Linked DNA regions of Anas platyrhynchos: region 1 is linked to region 2. Evidence: chromatin contacts called from public Hi-C data. All regions are on one chromosome and are shown on one strand. The core of a region is the stretch at or near the end of the contact, and the rest is flanking DNA. Distances in the headings are between cores, read along the strand shown. Region 1 holds the start of BLK (BLK proto-oncogene, Src family tyrosine kinase). Region 2 overlaps BLK (BLK proto-oncogene, Src family tyrosine kinase).

Region 1 (2,700 bases), core at 25-2,524, 36 kb after region 2:
TTATTATCTCAGAGGAGAAAAATATCTCCAAAATGATCCAACCCATCTGTGGGGCAAAACAAAGCAAAGATCTGCAGTCCCAAATGTGCTTCTTGGCAGAAAGCAAATTAAAGGCTCAACCCCTCTCTGCACCGTACGCAGCACCCAGCGGTTCAATTCAGCAGCCACCGCCTGGAGCCTGAACATCCAAATTTCCACCTCCCTTTGCTATTTAGAGGGCTTTGATCCACTTTTATGTTTTTGGTTTCTTTTGAAGAGAAGGAGTTTGATCAGTGCCCAAGAGAGATCATGCCAGGTCAGCTTCTCACTTAGAGAACCAGTCCCACTTCAGAGGGTGCCCGGATTTCAGAAGATACACCCTGCCAGCAGGAAAGAAAGAAACGCACCCTGTCCTGATCCATGGCAGCAGCACCGCCAATTCCCTTCAATATTTTTGAGGGCTTAATCACCACTGATGGCTAGACAATAACCAGATGCCTAGACAATAACCAGAGATGGACCAAATCTTGGGTGCTCTAAGTTCATTCACTCAATGAAGAGGAAGGCGATAAAAAAAGCAGCATGAATGAAGTAAAGTTTTTGAATTTGAAAAAAAAAAAAGTGTTTTCTCTTACCTGGTGATTCCTTTGTTCAGATTAAACCATAGCCCACTCGATCCTAGTTGTCCACCAGAGTTAAAGAATCCCTTGCAGGGTGCGTACTTAAGAACATAAGCTCCCCTTGATAAGTTTTAATCCTTAAAGCACATAGAAAGAGAAACCCTAATTCTTCATGGCGTTGTCAGTTGACTGCTGTTAGTGGTTTCCTGTCGACAACAGCTGAATGACAAATCGAACTAGTTTGCTACACTTATAGCAATTAAAGGGCTGGCAGTGTAACCACACGGCTCCTTTAGTGCTGACGTTGGAACGGTGGCTACCTTAGAAGAACTGTTATCCACAAAGGCTCGGCAGGCTATAAAAAGCACTGTCCCTCTTCAGCTGATGCTCCGAACCACTCTCATTCAGGCTGGTGTGAAGGCACCCATGAAGCCCCAGGGTACAAACGCTGGTTTGCAAAGGGGAGGAGAAATACGGGTCCTGAGTTTTCTAGATTGGCCCGTTCACAGCTAAGAGCGCGCTGGGCCAATGGCAGGGATGGAGATATTTATTGCATGCGCTTAACCTTTGGGAGAGTTTATCTCCAGTCAGGTTCTAGTCTGAGCAGTTTCCCCTTTTGTAATCATCTAGGTTACGGTGCCGTAATCTTACTCACTTTCCATTTGAGGTTCTGCTTCTGCTTACAATCTCATCTGAAAGAGAGTGGTCGTGTTTGTCCTCAGAGCTGTTTGTGTCTCAGCCAGCTGATGTCATTAGGGCATGGAAGAAGAGATGCAGGAGACAGATGACAGCACATCCTGTTATCTCTTTATCGCTTCTTTGTAAGATCTCGTACGATCTGCCTTCCCTGTATTTTTTGCCGTTAGCAGCTTGCTATATTGCAAAAAGTTTTTGCCCATCCAGTGCTGATCTGGAGTTGCAGTGGGCAGGGATCTGCTCAGGTCACACCACGCTGGGGTGTTTCACTGCCTGCTGCCTAATGCTCTGAAACGTGATTGTTCTCATTTCCACCCTCACCAGCGGGGTTTCAGACCTTCCAACCTGCCTGGAGGCAAGGAAGCTGATGTGCATCACCTCGTGATTCTGTGGGATTTTGGACAGAGCCTCTGCTGAGTCACGGCAAGGCAGCCCAAGCATTTCCCAGACAGCAGGGATCCTGCCTGGAGCAGGATCTTCAGTGGGCTGTTTATCAACCCCTTCTGTGTTGGGGAGTTACAAATTTATGCAAGAGAAGGTTAAACCCTGGGTCTCAGTTCTGCAGTGTCAGGTAATATCACTGGCTGAGATAACATCCTCTTGCTGATGGCTATCTGGGGTTTGGAGACAGCCTCCAGACTATGGTTTTGTCCAAGTAAGGTTCATTCACTAGAATCACAGAAGTACCCAGGTTGGAAGGGACCTTAAAGATCACCCAGATCCAACCTCCTGCCATGGACAGGGATGCCACCCACCAAATCAGGTTGCCCAAGGCCTCACCTAACCTGGCCTTGAACACCTCCAGGGATGGGGCATCCACAGCTTCTCTGGGAAATCTGTGCCAGGGCCCTTCGAGTGAAGAATTTCCTCCTAATCTAAATCTCCCCTCTTTTAGTTTAAAGCCATTCCTATCATAATCTGCCTGAGCAAAAAGTTGTTCTCTCTCTTTTTTATAAACCCTCTTTTAGTGTTGAAAAGCCACAATGAAGCTGGAAAAAAAACCCTACAAAGTATAAGAATCTAACAAGAAGTAACGTTTCACTCATTTTCATTTTATTTTAGTTCCTCCAAAATGGGTCAGTTTGGCCCAGAAACCAGAAAAATCAAACCGCTGGGCTGAAAAATGAAAAAAAAAGTCAAAAAAAACAACACTCTGTCTTTCATTTTTGCCCTGAGCTGAAGCTATTGGCTAGATTCAGTTTGTTGTGACACCAAAGGTTGAAGTGAAACTGTGCTATCTGGCCATCAGCTACAAATCCAGGAAATTTCACCCAGTTCTTGCAGGCACTGACTCATACATGGGGAGTGACAAAGACGGGGATGCTGCTGTGCATCTCCTTGGCGGACACCTCCGTAGCCCATGACACATCTTGCAGCTCCCGTTGGTCCCTGCAGAGGCTGTTGA
Region 2 (2,700 bases), core at 106-2,605:
AAAAGTGCACAAATGATGCAGACATAGGCTCTCTGGTTTTCAAATCTGCGTATGTATTCTACAAACAGAAAACATCCTGTTTGGTTCTGTCCACCAAGACCTTTTTTCAGCAACTGCAGCCAGTAACGACCACACGATTGCAATTTCAGTTTTGCCGAGGCTAAATAAAAAAAAACAAGCCAAACCAACCTTGAGGCATAGGAACTGAACGTGTTAAAGACTGCAGGGAAAAACACATTTTTATTTGTATATACCCTCGCAGGGCTGAAAGCCCAAAGGCAGTGTGTGAAATAAGTGCCTTTGTTCTCGCATGTCATACTTTTGACAAGCAGACTGATGAGTTTAGGAAATGCAATCTATTAAGTGAAAATTGTTCAAAGAAGATAGAGGGGCAGTTGTTATTCAAGATTAAAGCTAGCTGGAAAAATGCTGATAAGAATTGTTTTCCACTGGAAATGTAGATCTTCTGAGTATGTTAACAGAATTATACTGATTTCACCAAAACTTCTGTTTAGGACAAAAACTCCCCTAAATAACTGCAACAGTCTCAAAGTGTCCCTTCATGACATTTCACAAATTATGTTTGTGAGATGTTTCCATTTTGAAATAATTTTATATATTTAAATGGGCATAATTTGTATCGTAAAGTATATTGAGAATAGCAAGTTGAATCAGAATTTTTCTATTGTAAAAGAAAAATAAATCTATTCAATTCCCTTTCCTCGAAATATTCCATATGGTTCCATATGGGGCACCTTAGTTTCATCCCAATTCTGGAAGAAGGTGGGTTTCCAGAATTTCATTTTTTTCTGGTAAGTGCCACGCCAGATTTAATTGTTTGGTTTTCACCATTTCTTTTATTTCCATCGTTCTCTGTAGGGCCCCTTTACAATCTGAATGGCATTCTGTCATCATTGACCTTGAAGTACTGGAAAAAAAAGCCACAGCCAGAGGAATTTGACTTAACCCTGCTGCCAGAAGGCTGTAGACAGATTTCTGCACCAACCAAACCAGCTGCCACCTCTCATGGCCGTGCTCTCCTATCCACCAACAGCTCAGACATTCAGCAGCCCCAGCAAGGGGTTTGGCTTTGCAGGTGGAACCATAAGGACATTTCATGTTAGTACAGGGAATATTGGGTTTGTCTGTTTGTTTTAGATGTTTTAGGTGTGCTGTTCCCTCAGGAAACACCTCCCAGGCTTCAAACCCCATCCCACACTTTGTAAGTTGTTGTTATTCAAGAGACGTGATCTGCTTTGGGCTCTGCTTGCCTGGGACGTCTGGAAATTTCCCCGAGGTCCAGATACATGGCTCCAGCTCCCCTCTGTGGTCCCGCGTGTGCAGTGACTGAATTACACTGCTATTTCCTTCCCTTCGGGCTGACTCACTGTTAACATGTAGGTACAGGCAGTGAGTTTCACTACTGGAGGTCAAAATTTCTCTAGGAACACAACCTGAGATTCAGCAGGACTGCCCCAAACAGTGCCAAAAGACTTTTTTTTTTTTTTTTTTTAATCCCTTTTCTCTCTGCAAACTTCACTTGCTTTTTAATATCCCCAAGTGCTGCTGCCTCTTGTGGGAGCCCATTTTTGGCTCTCGTGCTTGCTCTGCCTGCTTCCTGGGTGCTGACAGCAGCAGAAAGGGGGGTCTGGTCTCAGGCCAACGACGGCAGAGCCCTGTGCCTGGTCCCAGCTCAGCCCTCGGGTGCCCCATGTCTTGGCAGATCTGCATGGCAGGAGGGCTGGAGATAAGGGAAATTTGTTCGGTGAGGCAATGCTGGGAACGCCACTCACCTTCTTGTGCCAAATATTCGTCCTCGATGATCCTGGCCAGGCCAAAATCAGCAATTTTGCAGCAGAGCGTCTCCGAGACGAGGATGTTGGCGGCTCTCAGGTCGCGGTGGATGGAATTCATTCGCTCGATGTACGCCATCCCCTCTGCCACCTAGGAGAGGAGGAAAGAGCCCGTCTCCATCAGCACCTTCCCGTTACATCTTAGCCTGGCTTCATCTCAGCCCCATTTATAAACACACAGCAAATTTGTAGGGTTGTCCACACGCCTCCATGTGCACTGACCTCCATCCATGGATGGACGGATGGACAGACAGATCAATAAACAAGTAGATAAAGAAGTCGACAGACCCATCCATCCATAAATAGATATCGCCCCCGCACATGTGTTTATGTGCAGCTCTACCAGCACGCAGCTGGCGTCCCAAAGCTTGAAGCAGCCAAGTCGAGCCGAGCAGAAGTGTCACTCTCTGTTTTGCTCAGAGGCTGTGGCTTTGAGCTGTGTCTGCAGCTAGGTGTGGAAAGTTGAAGCAAGCCTGAAGCCACATCACTGGATTCCCAGTTTCTGCCACAAGACTCTCCCCACTTGTTATTCATAAATACTACATATTAAAGAAGTGAATTAAAAAACAAACAAAGACACAACAATAAAAAAAAAAAAAAAAAACACACACACAAAAAAAAAAAAAAAAAAAAAAAAACAACAAAAAAAAACCACCGACAACTCAAAGAGCTTGCCTCTCCCTCTGTCACAGTACCGAAGTCCAGATAAGGGACAACCAGATAATCTTCAGTCACCTCTCTTTTCCCTAGCTGGTCTGCTTTAGGGTGGGGAAGAGACCCCTGGAGGTCCTTCCACAACACAGATGAGACTGATGTTTGCTTTCCCTGGGCTGGATCCAGACTAGGA

The links. A called contact is a pair of places that touch in the nucleus more often than the background predicts.
Region 1: a contact with region 2 is called in a Hi-C map of liver, with 3 times the contacts expected there. The contact joins the promoter of BLK here to the enhancer-like site in region 2. A contact is called at or near these places in 2 of 8 Hi-C or Micro-C datasets (liver and skeletal muscle).

What each region holds. Positions count from the first base shown.
Region 1 is chr3:117,574,005-117,576,704 of IASCAAS_PekinDuck_T2T, forward strand. It overlaps BLK (BLK proto-oncogene, Src family tyrosine kinase), which reads right to left and starts at 1,275. Exons shown (of 13, transcript XM_005030599.6): 1 at 615-1,275.
Region 2 is chr3:117,537,661-117,540,360 of IASCAAS_PekinDuck_T2T, forward strand. BLK (BLK proto-oncogene, Src family tyrosine kinase) reads right to left here. Exons shown (of 13, transcript XM_005030599.6): 11 at 1,794-1,944. Among named protein-coding and RNA genes, the nearest start is that of BLK, 36 kb to the right of the region's middle. Within about 2 kb of position 1,356, at least 3 of the 8 cell types and tissues checked have an H3K27ac peak or open chromatin away from gene starts, as enhancers often do.